Regions from separate parts of the Zea mays genome. Here regions 1, 2 and 3 are each linked to region 4. Evidence: chromatin contacts called from public Hi-C data. All regions are on one chromosome and are shown on one strand. Each heading gives the region's core, a stretch centred on a gene start, on an enhancer-like site or on the middle of the called end of the contact. The rest is flanking DNA. Distances are from core to core; before and after follow the strand shown. Region 1 holds the start of LOC100272790. Region 2 holds the start of LOC100273665 (putative calcium-binding protein CML48). Region 3 holds the start of LOC542596 (his-containing phosphotransfer protein). Region 4 holds the start of LOC100274097.

What was found. A called contact is a pair of places that touch in the nucleus more often than the background predicts.
Region 1: a contact with region 4 is called in a Hi-C map of ear, with 4 times the contacts expected there. The contact joins the promoter of LOC100272790 here to the promoter of LOC100274097 in region 4. A contact is called at or near these places in 5 of 25 Hi-C or Micro-C datasets (bundle sheath, ear, leaf and 1 more).
Region 2: a contact with region 4 is called in a Hi-C map of bundle sheath, with 2.6 times the contacts expected there. The contact joins the promoter of LOC100273665 here to the promoter of LOC100274097 in region 4. A contact is called at or near these places in 4 of 25 Hi-C or Micro-C datasets (bundle sheath, ear, leaf and 1 more).
Region 3: a Hi-C map of ear shows a contact between it and region 4, with 3 times the contacts expected there. The contact joins the promoter of LOC542596 here to the promoter of LOC100274097 in region 4. A contact is called at or near these places in 2 of 25 Hi-C or Micro-C datasets (ear and tassel).

The regions. Positions count from the first base shown.
Region 1 is chr4:55,391,043-55,394,817 of Zm-B73-REFERENCE-NAM-5.0, forward strand. LOC100272790 reads left to right here and starts at 1,599. Exons shown (of 5, transcript NM_001147243.1): 1 at 1,599-1,816; 2 at 2,047-2,150; 3 at 3,394-3,775. The coding sequence starts at 3,625.
Region 2 is chr4:54,563,291-54,567,377 of Zm-B73-REFERENCE-NAM-5.0, forward strand. LOC100273665 (putative calcium-binding protein CML48) reads left to right here and starts at 2,355. Exons shown (of 5, transcript NM_001148078.2): 1 at 2,355-3,223; 2 at 3,795-3,841. The coding sequence starts at 2,797.
Region 3 is chr4:55,438,781-55,442,856 of Zm-B73-REFERENCE-NAM-5.0, forward strand. LOC542596 (his-containing phosphotransfer protein) reads right to left here and starts at 2,598. Exons shown (of 6, transcript NM_001112131.1): 1 at 2,455-2,598; 2 at 2,217-2,347; 3 at 2,046-2,114; 4 at 793-864; 5 at 506-578; 6 at 1-74. The coding sequence starts at 2,505. The coding sequence ends at 36.
Region 4 is chr4:55,033,175-55,037,349 of Zm-B73-REFERENCE-NAM-5.0, forward strand. It overlaps LOC100274097, which reads left to right and starts at 2,557. Exons shown (of 9, transcript NM_001148476.1): 1 at 2,557-2,803; 2 at 3,732-3,847; 3 at 3,925-3,984. The coding sequence starts at 2,740.

The DNA of each region.
Region 1 (3,775 bases), core at 349-2,848, 360 kb after region 4:
TTAGTTTGTGTCAAAATTATAATTATTAGAATTAAATTCGATTCCAATGAAACAAACGGGGCCTTAAGGATATTTGGAAAGTCAATTATGTTGTGCCTTCAAGATCTGGTGGGGGATTCGTGGAGTTTATTGGGCTTGGCCCATTTTACTTAACAATCAAATTCTAGAATAAATCTCAAAGGGCCACTCATGAATAGTGGGAGTACAAGTAGTGGATTTTTACTCCCACGTGAAAGTGGAAGTGGGATGAAGCCAAAAGAAATAGCATGTCTCTTGTCGTTCCTTGAAGGGAAGCATGAGAGGGAGGAAGCTAAAACCACATGAGAGTGTTTCATTGTTTTTTGTATGACTTGCGACTTATGATAATTTCCTTTCTATCTGTTACAATTTTCTACAATAATTCAGCTTTGACTTGCATGACAAGTTTGGAACTAAATCCATCAAATCATAGAGATTGTAACCGAGTTAGTTTCCTAACTTTTTTGCGTGTGGTTATCCTTAGCCTAATCCTTATATATAATAGAGAGGACGTTCTCACCGAAATGCGGGAGAGACAACCAATCTACAACGAGTTAGGGTTTTAGATAAGGGAGGCTCCTCTATCCTTGACGCCGGTATGACAATGACGTTGGAGAGAGAGAAAATATGAAACCTCGATTCGCTGAAGAGTTTGCACAAGTTTGGGCAATCGATTTTTTAGGTTGTGATCATGTTACTTCTTAACGAGTTGATCTGCACTACGACATCTACGTACTGAAAAACACACATTGATTGGAAGGGTTGTGTTGGTCACATGATCTGTGTTTGGGCAATCATCGATCACTAGCAGCTATTTGCTAGTATACTCCTAGAAAATGTGCACAACAGTAGTAGAGGGCAGTTGGTTTGTTCTCGATGGCTGAGGTTCAAACCTTAGCATTTTCCTCGACGCGTGGGCGTTGGGAGGAGGTGCACAAAAAAAAACTCCCGATTTAAAGGTGTAGTGATGTGTGTCTACTGTTTACGGTGGTATGTTGAGTAGTGTACAACTCTATGATTGGGGTACATATATGGCGTGCTCCTGCGGTGCCCTTAATATATATCTTGATAAAAGTGTGACACAAAAGTTTAAGACGATTTTTCAACCTTTAATTTATAAGGAAGGCATATGAATTTATTGTTAAAGAATATATATGTATATATATTATTGAATATGCCCATAAGGTATCTATGTATGATGTTCATGGTTTTGATTGTAATATGATTTTTACCAACTATAAATCTATCGAGAAAAAATGCTATGTTCTAAATCAAAATATGATAAATAGTGACATCAAATTCGTTTTCGTACGTATGGGATCCGAATACATCTTTATAGAGACACGGTCCTGGAACGTTTTAAAGTTTGCAGCGACCGCACACCAACACCGCATCGTGCCGTACATTTCCTAGCTTCCTGCTCTGGCTGCCTCCTCCTCCGCGTACGCGTATAGATATTTGTGCTGACGAGACCAATTCTATTTTATTTGTTATCTTGTTTGGTGGTGGTTGTCTGCCCTCCATGCATCTCGCCATCTTCTATTTATAATAGCCCCGCCTTCTCTCTGTTACACGCCATACAATTCTCACACGCGCGCGCCCAACACACTAGCCTGCAGGATCGTCGAGCGCGAGGCGGCTGCCCCGCCGGCCGGTTCGTTCGCTCTATAGCTTGAGACCGATCCTAGCTAGGCCAAGACGATATCGGCGGCGATGATGATGGACGCGGCGAGGATCGTAGAGTACTTCAAGGGCAAGTGCATCCTCGTCACCGGCTCAACAGGGTTTCTTGGAAAGAGTAAGTACAAATGCATGCAGTTTCTATATATATAAACCTGCTAGCTAGCTAGCTAGCTAATACAAGTGTGTGTGTGTGCACCTTCGTTCTTTGCAAATTAAGTGTGTGCTCATATAGCCTTTTTTTGGGCTTGTGTTGAATGGTACTATTAGAAAAGCTAGGTAGAAGTACTGACGATTTAGTTTGTCGTCGTTGGAATGATATATATGCATATGGATATGATGATGCAGTCCTTGTGGAGAAGATACTGCGGGTGCAGCCTGACGTGCGCAAGATTTACCTGCTTGTACGCGCGGTCGACGAGCCATCAGCGAAGCAGCGCGTCCAACAAGAGGTACGTACGTACGGCCGGAGACAACCACATATGAATACTAATCGTAGTACGTAGTAGTGGTAACAATTAAGAAGGTGTATATAGCTAGTTAATTAGGGTCCCTACTGAAGTCGGCTATTTAGTTGGGTCGTTGTGTCATCATCAGCTCACTGACAGTACGTGCATATGCATGCATGGTCCAGATGGATGATAGAGCTAGCCAGCTAGGCAAGAAGGCACAGGCACGGTCAAGTCTTTTGTGTGTTTTTATGTATCGGCCGGCCCGTGCCGCGCGCGGGGGAGGACCGAGACCGATCGATCGATCGATCGACCGGCCCAAGGCGGCAGTAATTGCAACCGTACCTTATTCATCTCATTCATGGCGCCGCCACACCTACTCTCATCTCATTCTCATCTCACTGCTTTGACTGCTCCAATATATGCATGCATGCATGGCTGGATCTGCACGTCTCTCTCACTGCGTGTCCGCGTGGGGTCATATGCGGCTGTCCGATCGCTAGCTAGCTGAAAAGGGACAGGGGTATATATGTTCGAACCGACGGAGGCTTTGTTCGGTTTTAGGTGGATCTAGGAGAATTTAATTCCCTTTTCTATACAAATTTGTATGGGAGGGGATTTAAAGTCTGTTTAGTTCGCTGTCTAACTTACCATGCTTAGCTAACTTTTTTGTCTAACGTTAGTTCTTCAATTCAAACGACTAACCTTAGATAAACTGTGGCATATGCCCTTAATCCCACTAATCCTCTTAGAACTTATTCGGTTAGGAGTGAATTATTTCTCATCAATCCAACCTTTACCGAACAAGCCTTAATCTACCCTAACGGAACAAGTCCTAAACGGGCCGGCCGTGGTCTACCAATCAAGAATATTAATTGAATGAGCCATATATATGCGGCTAGCTGGCAGCTGGTTGGTTGGTGCGTGTAAATTGGATGATAATTTCATTCAAAATCTGACTTGCTATACGCATGCATGCTTCCTGGTTCCTGCCTCTAAACATAATGGCCATGGTCCAACTGCACCCACGTTATGCATCATGCAACAACAACCTCCAGCAATTCTTCTTCAATTAATACGGGGTATATATATGTTTAAAAAAAGAAGAAAACATACACATATATTCCAAAAAAGGCACTATTAATTACTGTATAGTAGCTAGAAGAGAAATTATTTATTTTTTTGCCTCAAATTACGTAACCATTTTATGGATCGGATCACACACACTCTGATCTATACACTACAGGTGATAGACACGGAGCTGTTCGGCCTGCTGAGAGAGAAACACGGCAAGGGCTTCCAGCAGTTCGTAGAGGCCAAGGTCGTCGCTTTGGCCGGAGACATCGTATACGACGGCCTGGGGCTGGAGGCAGCCGTGCTGGACGCGCTGGCCAAGGACGTCGACGTCATCGTCAACATCGCAGCAACCACCAACTTCTACGAAAGGTAATCTTAATTAAGCAGGACGTCGAAAAGAATGTTGTATGTTTTGAACGACTTCGACGATGCATGCATGGCTATGGCTATTACTTGCAGATACGATGTTTCGCTGGACGTGAACGTGCTGGGAGTGAAGCACCTGTGCATGTTCGCCAAGCAGTGCGCGAGGCTCAGGATGCTCATGCACG
Region 2 (4,087 bases), core at 1,105-3,604, 470 kb before region 4:
GACGAGTGAAATGTCGCCGCGTGCCCCAGCCCAGATGGGTCGGCGCGAGGCCGAGCGCGAAGGGGGGAAGAAGGCAGCCGGAGATGGGCGTGAGAGAGGTGGAAATCCCGCGGCCTTCGTGTTCGTCCCGCGCCCGGGTCGGGTGCGCTTGCAGTAGGGGGTTACAAGCGTCCACGCGGGAGAGGGAGCGAGCGGCCTCACGCGAGCGCCAGTCCCGTCCTCTTCCCCGCGCGGCCAACCCCCTGTAAGAGGGCCCTGGTCCTTCCTTTTATAATCTATCTGTCGGTGACTGTCATGATTTAATGATAGATAATATTGATGAGGTGACTGACAATAGAATAATAGCTTAAAGAAATATTGATAAATACAAATTTATAGTTGCCAAAGTCTATAATAAACAGGTAAAGGCTAAGTCATTCCATGTCGGATATCTGGTCTAGAAGGCAATCTTGCCAATGAGCAGTAGGGACTAAAAGTTAGGCAAATGGTCCCCAAGCTGGGAAGTGCCTTACCGAGTTACACGGGTAATGCATACATACTAGAAACATTGCAAGGCGAGAAGTTACCTAAAGCATTAGATGTCTATTTTCTAAAACAACATCATACCATTGTATGTCAAGATGCTTAGGGTGTGTTTGGTTTGACTTTTGGCTTTGGCTTTTGCCCCTCTAAAAGCCAAAAGCTAACCAAAGGGCTGGATTTAGGAAGCAGCTTTTTCTAAAAGCCGACTTTCTCGTAGTGCAAATCTGAAAACACCCCTAGACCTGCTTTTAGTAGCTTTTCGGATGGAACTATGAAAACATATATCGAATAATTTTTAACGACTTTTAGTGGTTTCCACCAAACGGTTTTTAGCTTTTTAACAGCTTACAGCCTATAGCAGTTTTTTCCACAGCTCACAGCCCACAACAACTTTTTTCACAGCCACAACCCAACCAAACAGACCCTTAGAAGGCTGATGTTCTCACATCGAGTTTATTAAAACTTGTACCAGATGCTTTTGGCTCACTTAGCTCCACCAAAAGGCAGAGGGCATGTGTTGAGCACTATATTTGGAACTTGAACGGCGGACGGTCTGGCCGTGTGGCCCAGACGGTCCACGCCTTAGAACTTTGGAATTAGCACGAACGGTCTGTGAATAAATTAATTCAGCCTGAAACCCTTATCCCTTGCGTGATTATCCTAGCAAATCTCGCGATAACTATTGGAAATCATCTAGGAATTGGTCTAGACCTCCTCCCCTACTATACATGAAGGGGTACGACCGATTGAAATACACAACAATCGATCTATCAACCCAAATCTACCTTATGCATTAGAAGTAGGAGTAATTTAGCTCTAGTTATAGTTGTCTAACCTCAATCTTTACCTCTCTTCGGCTCAACATCGTCTCGAGACGTCTTAGGTAGCATGTCGATCCAAAGACAACCCAAATATGCTTCCTCTCCGATAGTGTCCCCCACGGGAGGTGAGATATAGGTTTTACAGAAGATTTACAAAGCGCTCTGCGCGCCTCACGGAGGGTCCGCCGCTCACACGCGGACGGTCCACACGCCTGCACGGAAGACCGAAGACCTCTTTGCAGTCACATACGGTCCGACCACTCATCATGGACGTGTTGTGCGTCGACCCTAGAGTTCGTTGAGTGATTGGCCCCAACAACGAGCTAACACCTTTAAGATATTCGCAGCAGATCATGTAAAATAGAGAATTTACACTATAGACAATACTATTATATCTAAGCTTTGGAAAATATTGAAATGTTAAATTCTAAGCCAAATAGATTACTAAGTACTCCCTTCGTTCGGCTCTTACTTTTTTATGTGTATATTTAAATGGGTGATTATAAATCTAAATATATATAAAACACATACATCAATTATTGTATAAATCTATTAAAAATACAAAACGATCGGAGGGAGTAAATTTCAGTTCCTCCAAAACAAACACATCCAAACGGCACTTAACTCAAAAAAAGAAGAAAAAAAAACTGACGAATAATCCAACATGATCCGACTCGCATAACCAGACCAGACCTTAGCGTTTGATCGGATCTATCTACTTGAGCATATATGTAGAAAATGGTGAAAAGGCAGCCGACTTGTATAGTCAAACGTGTGGAGTGATAGGGCATCGGCGGCCGCGGGAAAGCCAGAGCCGCGGCTGCTGGTGGGAGCCTGACGACGACGACGACGGTGGCGCACTCGTTTGTTTGTCCGCAGTCGCGTAGCGCGTACGCTCGCTTCGACGCGGCGTGGTGGAAGATGGCGAAGTTGGGTACGGACAGACGGTTCCTTAGCCAAGTTGCTCACGCCCGCACGACTGCTCACAACATGCACGCGTCGTCGTCACGGGTGTTTCCTTCCCCTCTCCCCCCTTTCTCATCTCGCGGTTCTTCTCCAAATCTCGGAGAGTTTTGATCAGAAACTTCACGTCGCTTCCATGACGCGTGCAGTGCATGAGATCGGCATGGCCAACTCAACTAGCTAGGACGGACGACACGGAGAAGAAAACAGATCGCGCCAACACGCATAAGATGGAAAAAAGTGTATGGATAGATAGATAGATACTCGTCACACCGCATGCGCACTTGCGCAGCATCTGCTCCTGAATTCCTCCGTTCCTGAACCAGTAGATCATTTTGTTTAACAGCAGGGTGCAGGGCCCGTTTCTGTTGCTCGGCACCCGTCCCATCCCACCCACCTGCTCACGACGACAGGCCAGCACGACACGGAGGGAGGAAGTAGCCAGGCCACCTCGCCTCGCCTCTACTCTCCCGCGGTCCCGCCCCATACCATGTCCGACTACAACCGCTACGGCCACAGCTACAGCTACGGCGGCGGGTACGGCCAAGGGCCAGCGCCCTCGGCCCCGCCGGCACCGCACATGCCCACCGCTACATCCGCCGCCCCGCCCTCCTCCTCCTCATACGGCGCGTACGCCGGGTACCCGCCCGCCTACCCTCCGCCGCCCTCGCAGGCGGCGGGCGGATTCGGTCCCGCTGGCTCCGGCTACGGCTTCGTCCCCGTCGCGTTCCCGCCGGGGACGCACCCGGACGTCGAGCGCGCCTTCCGGGCCGCCGACCGCGACTGCAGCGGCGCCATCGACGAGCGCGAGCTGCAGGGAGCGCTCTCCTCCGCCTACCACCGCTTCAGCGTCCGCACCGTTCGCCTCCTCATGTTCCTCTTCAACGACCCCTCCTCCTCCACGCCGTCACGGATGGGTAACTAACCCCCTCCCCCCCTGCCTCCTCGAATCGATCTCCCCTTCTCTTCTTGCACGTTGCATCGAGGATTCCCGATAATTCGGCCTCTGCAAAATTTGATGCCGCTACCATAATATTAATTGATATAGAGGTTCAGGTTCGCAATGATGCATGCCTGCCACCCATCATTCTTCTGGTTGCACAGTGATAGTTGAATTTGTTTCATTTCTAATCGTTCTCTTCATACTGCAACTTAGAATATGTGCTCAAACCTGGAATCGCACGGTGCTAGTTGCTGCTGCTCCTTCAGATAATATGAATGCTCAGTGATGCTAATTTAGAATATGCGTAACTTAGAATATGTGCTCATAAGCAGCAGTTGGCGCTGCACGCCATCCTTTCTAATTTAGCGGAATTGTTCTTTCTGTTAAGGTAAAAGATTCTGAAAAGTAGCATTCATCTCATCCCTTTATTCGGGACCTCTGTTGCATTTTATTTATTTATTTTCTTCAAAGCGGCTATAACATTTCCCTTGTCAGAATGGTTGGTATACACAAGCTGCTGACTTGATGATGCTTCCACGTTGCAGGGCCAACACAGTTCGTATCCCTCTGGGATTGCCTTGGGCAATGGCGGGTGAGTGATTGCAGGGTTTCTCAGTTTACTTATAGTTATAAAAAGACTGCTCAATTGCTACAGTCTTGTTGTGCCACTGCTCCAATTTGTGATGCATAACGCTGTTTTTTTACATCTAAGTCACACACAATACCAAATGGTGTATACAAAAAAGTACCAAGACACGCTATCAACTTGTCTTCCGTTGTACAAATAATCTTAGGCATGATTGGAGTGGAGGCCATGTTTCTTTGTATGGCACAACTG
Region 3 (4,076 bases), core at 1,348-3,847, 410 kb after region 4:
TCATCCCAACATGAAGCTCCACTCCACCATCTTGTTCACTTGCTGGGGGGACAGCCATTGACCTGACGCTGCAGCTGCATCACAAAACACATATATCAGTCCTTCTATGCATGGATAAGAAGAGAAAAATCCATCATCACAACATAAAGATATAATGGCGAAAGAAAGGAGTAACAAAGGACTAGACATTATATACAGAATCTTGATATAAGAACATGCAGATATGAAGAATGAGTGTCAAACATGTTTCCCCACTAGGATTTCTTGGAGTCGTAACTTCTGTTACGATAACTAGAGATGTAGTTCTTCGACTATCTTACATGTGCCACTCACTCCATTAACATAATTTTAAGTTCTTCATTGTTACCTCATCATATACATCCTATCCACTAGACCACCTAGGTATAACAAGCAAGATTCAGAATAAAAAGGTTTTTCTCTGAAAAAAAGGCTAGTCTAGTTCAATGTACAGAAAAAGGTATTTTCAGAAGATTTAATCGCATACCTGAAGCATGGTCTGAAACTTGTCACGCAGGTCATAGAAGTTAATCTTCACTGTCTCCAGTGTCTTGAGGCACCTGGCAAGGATATAGTTCAGTGATTTGTGCGGACAACATTCATTGGCAACTCATGAATGGAACACACAGCTGATAAGTGATAACTATGCAAAAAATGCTCATGGCAAAAAAAAAATGTTTTCACAGTAATAACAAGAGTAGTGATAACCTAAATATCAATAAGACAATGACAAAAAACAGCAGTACATGAACATATAAAAAGCTAGGTACTAACCCATCTTTGCTCTTCTGCTGACAGGATTCGCGGAACTGAATGCAAGTGTTCTTAACCTTCTGAGCACCAATACTGAAATGCACGAATATTCAAATCAAGGAGCTTAAAAAATAACTCAATAAAAGAAGAAAAAAGAACTACCAAAGTTTAGATGTCATAAGACTGTAGTACTGATCAAATACATATTAAACAATTTGACCATCCGTATCTGAGTTAACAAGCTAGCCAAGTACAAGCCTAGTAAATTTTTAGAACTCTAGCAAGCCCCACATCCAATACAGAAACTTTTGAATTTTACAAACTGATGAATCCATAACATTTTCATTTGACGCCCTTGATAAGTCTTAATTATTATATCCTTTTTTCATGGCACAATTATTCAAAATGCAATAGCACAGGTGCTTCATATCAACAAAAATCTTAAACACCTCTGCATCCATGATAAGGAAAAACTCTAATATGAAATGATTCATTTACAATTCATGCAACATAAAATGAAAGTCAAATCATCTTGAGGTAGGAAGGACATATCCTCCATTTCCCGTACTTTATTCCTAATCCATGACAATTACAGAGAGGCTGTTGTGTCTTGACCATGAATTCCATATTTAGTATACCATGAAACTAAAGCACAAAAAAATGGGAGGGATTCACTAGTGCCACTTGAGTTATTAGATTAGTGTGTGGGGAGCATGTTTTTCAGATTTATGTCAAAATAACAAGAAAATATATGACAAATCCCACCCAAAACAGATCTGAAACACAAATCAAAATGGAACAATGTGAGCCGATGCTCTTGGAGTTATTCGGTTGATGTGCTGAATGGAGCATGTCTGCCAGATCTACATCATGGAACATTATAACGACAAAATATATGGCAATCGCTTCCTTAAACGGATTCGAAACACAACTTAAAACATGGAAATTTGAAGTTTTCCTTTTCAAGTTGTGTCACTTGTGTGTGCACATGACAAGATGTGTTGGATCCACATCGCAGAACATGACAATTATGGAACCAATGGCAACAGTTCCCAAAACAGAATGTCAAAAACTGATATTTAACTGTTTCGGTCGGATCACCACACAGAATTAATTGTGGAAGCCAGATCAATCATTGCACGAATTTAAATCCCCCTCCTCAATTTTAATGGCACTGCATACCCCATTCCCGCGCTGAAATGGAAACACAACAAATACATTCCTACTAGCATTACACATGCATTCCAAGAACAGGGTATGAACAAGGTAATCACCTTGCACTGCTTCCTTTGAGCTGATGCACAAAGGCGTCAACCCTGTCAAAATCCACGTTGGGCTTCTCCCTGCAGAGTCACAGAAACACCAAACTGCACGAATCAGCCACCCCTCTACAACGCAAAGAACCGATCACAGAAACGGAACAACGAGTGAGGAACCACACGTACAGCAGTTTGGCCAGCTCTCCGATGATCCGCTCGCCGTCCTGGCAGAAGAGCGTGACGACCTCGGAGACGAAGTCAGGAGTACTGGCGTTCTGGAGCATCTGGAGCTGCTGGAACTGATCGTCAAGCAAACCCTAGCACCAAAACAAAGCACAATCCCGTCAGCCACAACCCGAATTCCGCGCCAGTGGCGCCGAAATACAAGAATCCAGAGGTCGTGCAGTGGAGGAAGAACCCTTACCGTGGCGTACATGTTGCTGACGAGGGCGGCGAGCTGGTTGGCGGCAGACATGGCGGCAGCTGTTGCGTCGAACACCGAGCAGGGGAGGAGAGGAGGAGCTCTGAGCTCGTCGTCGGGAATCCGAGAGCGGGGGCTTGGAATGGGAATAGAGTGAGTGACTAGTGAGGGATGATTGAGACCTATTTATAGTGGATTACAGGGGGAATGCGATTCCTGGCACAGCTCAGGGAGGCTGCACAGCCTGCACTGGAACCGCTGCATATTTGGCTTCTTCTTCCCTCTCTTAATTTTTCCAGTTGTTATTTTGGATGGTAATAGTTTCTACTACATTTGATTACTACAAACAAAAACTCTTAATTGTCACCTACCATCTACTTCTTTGGTTGGTGGCAATTTTCAATCTAGCCGTTGCATAAAGAAATGGTGATTATTCAAGCAAAAAAAGTATTTATCATTAGTTTGAAAATTATCTATTTTTCCTCTTGCTAACATGTGCTTGTATAGTTGTACTGTCTATTGTAAACATAAAATTATTAGAGGTAATTAGCTGGTCAAAATTTATTGTATCAACAAAGTCTCATAGCTAGTTTCATATGAAGTTACCAATATAAGGTACATTTAGGCCATGAATGTTGGGTGTTGAACAAATAAATAAATATATAAATAGTACACATGCAAGTAAAGATCTTATTTACCAATAATTTATATTCTATATAAATAATATACTTATATAAATTAACGATCAAGAGATATTAGATTTAGCTACAAGTTTATAAATTGTGATTATTGCAAATCTTGTTCAATTTATGGCTTAACACCGTTCTAACAATATCCAAACAAATTTTTCGTAGAAAACAAAATATTTATGCATCTAATGGATATAGTAACTTATAACAGCGACAAATTTATTGCGACGAATATACGACAAACTATGAATGATTAAAATCCGGTAACGCATAGCATGGTGAATATTCCATACATAAAGGAACTAAAAATAGATGATACTATCAGTTACATATGCATTTTGATAAAACTCTAGTGATGATTTTCTTAGACGTGGTAACATAGTTGTAATAACGCTAAGTGGACAATGCATTTCCAACTATTACTGTATACGACACACTATGAATAATAAAATGTGGTAACAAATGGTGTGAATAAGTATTTCATATGTTGAAGAACTAAAACGGAATAATACAAGCAGTTAAATAAGTTTGGGAGAACTTTAGAGATAATTTCTGGTGGTTATTTGCACCACACAGATAAGATACCAACAATTTATCTCAAGAAGAGATAATTAGAATACTATTGAGTTAATTATCATAATGGTGCAAACATTATTGAGTTGTGCAAAAAATTATTATCTATGACTATGAGTGACATGCCATGTATCATTGGAGCTAAAGAATACAAGAATGAATTTTCTATTGATAATACAAGTAAAGCAAGCACCATAGTCAATCATGTATATGACAACCTATGACAACATAAGCAAACTTTAGTTAAAGAAAATATAATATAACCATATATTTGATGAACAAATATAGTAGATTTATGGCCCATTGCACCTCACTAAAGTTCAAATGGGGACAATACAAACTCAAGGAAAATTATGACATGTG
Region 4 (4,175 bases), core at 1,307-3,806:
AAACCACATGATGGAGCACAAGGCCACCTCCCTGGTGTTCCTGTACATGACTCCTGATGATCGTGACCTATGGCTCAAGACTTTCCTAGCCAAGCACTACCACAACTGATGTGATCTGATCTGTCTAGAACAATGATGTATCCCTGAGTTCTATGGGTCTATGGGCATCTATACTGTTTAAGAACAGATTTGGTCCACTTGCTCTATTCCATCTATACTAGATGCTACTTAAGAACAATGATGTATCCCTGAGTTCAATGGGTTTCCCTGTTTAAGAACAGATATGCTACAGTTTATCTCATGTGTCTCTCCTTTATCCTGATTAAGAACAGATTTGGTACTTGAGAACAATGATGTTTCCCTGAGTCCTATGGATTTCCCTGTTTGAGAACTGATATGCTACACTTGATCTGATGTGTGTGTCCTTTATGCCAATGATGATAACAAAAGTGAATATTAAGCCTACTCAGTTAGCCAGCCACTAATAACATTCATTTATGTTGTTTTGCTATTTTTGGTGTTTAAGAACAGATATGCTACACTTGATCTGGTTTTGGTTTTTGAGAACTGATACTCCTATCTATATTAATAACTATTTCATATTTAATGAGCTGGTTACACCGTCATGTAGGATCATTTTTACTGAGCTGAGGCTAATATTAATAACTATTTCATATTTACAAGTCCTGATGCTATTTGCTAATCTGTTCTGTCATCTTGAGCTAGTTTTGCAAGGGTTTCATATTTACCAGATTCAGATATTTACAAGTCCTGTCTCTATTTCATATTTACAAGTTCTATCTCTATTTGCTATTCTGTCATGTACTAAAATTCAGTCATTCTATTTTCTATTTATTTAAATTAGAAAACTTGCTTTTTGAGAACACTTGTAAATAGTGTACAGAAAAGACACTCCTATCTTAAATCAGATGGTTTCTATTTGCTTTTTGCCAGTTTTAGAAAAGACACTCCTATCTTTTACAAGTTTTCAACTGTTTACAAGTTAGATGGTCCTATCTTTTTGCCTGTCTGTCATTAGATAAGGAGCCTTCAGCTGTTTGTTTTTCATGGCCTCTACAAATATTTTTGTCTGTATATATCCTATCTTGTTAATCCAATCAAGTCTTTATAGTTTACTGCTGTTTGTTTTTACTGGTTAGCTGTTTGTAAACTATCTCTAAAAGCAAATCTTTTACTGTTGTTTGTTCTATTATATATCCTATCTTGTTAATCCAATTATCTCTATTTGTTGGTTTTAGAAGTTAGATGGTCTCTATTTACAAGTGTTTTACAAGTGTATTTATTTACAAGTGTATGTATTTACAAGTGTATGTACAATTTATATATCTTTAATGATAGAAAGAGAGACCAAAATTTGAATTTATATATCTACAATTTGATTGTATTCACCAGTGGACGCCAGCTGGGATTTTTTTGGATAAGTTATTGTAATTTATAATTGTATAAATTTGGATGTGTGTAATTTATGGCGTTGTAATTTATGGCGTTGTAATTTTAGAAATGTAGTTGAGTCGTGCAACTTAGAGCTAAATCCATGCAACTTATCTAAAACAGCAAACCAAACAGGGGTTGTGCTCATCCTGGCTAATTAGGGACAAACAACCAAACAAGAGAACTTAATTGGTTTGCATCAATGCATACAGGCTAAGCCCAGCCTGCATCTAGGCTTCGACCAGGATCTGTTGATCCTAACAACCAAACATATGGATATGCTGTCTCCCATGGGCATGGCTCACAATACATTTTTGCACGAGCTCAATCTATGAAGCAACCAACCAAACACAAAGTGCTTTAATGCTCCGCGGATGCAGGGCACCCATGGAGGGATAGATCCTAAATATCCAAATTATATGATAAATTTACTATTTTAACATAGATGCGTAGAATGTACTGCTAATATTTAGTCATATTGTTAAAATATTATGGAAGATAAAAATAATTTTTTATATTTTTTTGCATTATTATTCTCTACGATAAAAAAGAGAAAAAAACATCCGAATCCGAATTCGTATCTAAATTTTATATCAATTAGTTAAAAATATATAGAACAAATTTGACGTTTACTGTTTATGAATCTTAATAAGTTCAATGTAAAGAAATAAAATTTACATATCAAATTATATTCCATTTATACGCAGTTGAACAAAGGAAAGAAGACAAATAAGTATTCGAATCCGTCTGTACCGTGGAGCAGTCAACCAAACACGTGTCAGGCGAGGATAGGGTAATGGACGATGAACCGGAGGCTGTCGTCCATGTGTTATGCCGTGTCCCCCGTCACCTGGATCTGACGGCTGTCCCACGCCACGCCACCTTCCGTCCACGCCCACAAGTCCACTCGCCACCTACCATGGCTGCCGGCCTGCTAACGCGTTTCACCCAAACTCCTCCCCTCTTCTCTCTCTGCCCCTGGTATGTTAAGCAATTGATGATTACTAATCCACTCTAACATAAACTAATCCCACGATAATTACGTCCCGGCGGATATCACCCACATCTCCTGTTGCTACTGGAGCTCGACTCATCTCGTCCTCCGTCGCGAGACAAGAAAGTAGTAGGAAGGGAGGAAGATAGAGGGGTTGCGTCCCAGCCCCACCTGCTATCTCCTCTCTTCTTCCCCTTCCTCGGCGGCTTTCCACCATTCAGGTTCAGACTGGAGGGGCCTTCCTGCCAATCTCCAGTGCGTGTTCTTCAGTGGAGGCGCCGGCCGGACTCGCGATGGAGCGGGACGGCCAGCAGACCCGCCGCGACAAGCTCATCATCGATACGGATCCCGGCATCGGTTCGTCTCCCGTCCCTCTCATTTCCTCCTCCGCGTTGTCATTGTTTCGTTTCTTTAAAGCTCCATATAACTAGTTTTCGTGTATTCGACCTCGAAAATGAAGGTAAACTTCGATTGTTTTTCCTTGTAATAATAACTCATTTCCAACTCCCAACCACATTAGAGTAAAGACGGAGAGCGAGAGAAACAGACCACAATTTCGTTTCCTTGTTCAACGTTCGGTTATAGAGACAAAATACGGTAGAAAAAACAGAAGCTGTGGATTAAAACCCCAGTGAACAGGCTCTATCCGTCCGTCGATGGAAACGATGGCGTGGCGCCACCCACCAAACTCGACAGTGGGTAGTAAAGCTACAACCGTGGCTCACTAATTATTCTTATTAGGTTTTTGAAAATTCCAAGTAATCTGAACTTATTGTCCAGCTACGAGGAAACATTCAATCAAATGACTGATAGGCCTAAGTATACATTATTTGCAAATGCTACTCCCTCTGTCCAAAAATAAAATTCGTTTTAGCAAATTAGTGGGTTCATGTAACACTTCATGTATATGTTTTGTATATGTGTCTAGATTCATCATCATCCATTTGAATATAGACACAAAAACTAAGAGCTAAAACGACTACTATTTTGGAACGGAAGAAGTCAAATATAACATCAAAAACCTTAAGGCTATAACTGTACAATTTATTAAAAGACTGTTAAGATTTGTATTGTAGTACTACATCCGTTCTCGAATATTTGTCGCCCGCTAGTTCATTTTTAAACTAAACCGCGACAAATAAAAAAGAATGGAACGGTATCATTTGGTACCCATTTGTGATATCTGAATTCTCAATTGTATAAGTCCTTTTCCTAGAAGGCATTTCAAGTTGTAAGGAGTAGACTGCAATTTTACTGTCTCTTGTCTCCACAATCCTATTTCTAGATGATAGCATGGCTATCCTAATGGCGTTCAGAGCACATACTCTGGAAATCATTGGGCTCACGACCATATTCGGCAACGTCGACACAGAAGGCGCAACATGTAATGCACTATTGCTGGTAAGCATTTGAGATATTTGAGCTTTATTTCTTTATTTTCTTAGATTCGCTAACAGCGTCGAGCATTACATGGGCAGTGTGAGAGAGCAGGACATCCTGAGGTTCCAGTAGCAGAGGGCAGCCACGAGCCCCTAAAGGTTGTTTGCTCATGACATTATCTTGTGTCGTTTTCATGGCACACTGCAAGAAACGTGCTACTCTTTTCCTTAGTTTGCATTTCATACTACCAATTTGCAATGACTGAAATTTCTGACATGATCTTGTGTCGTTTACGATGCCTTTTCTTTTATGGTACAACGTGGGGTTTTGCATTGTATCTTTTATAACA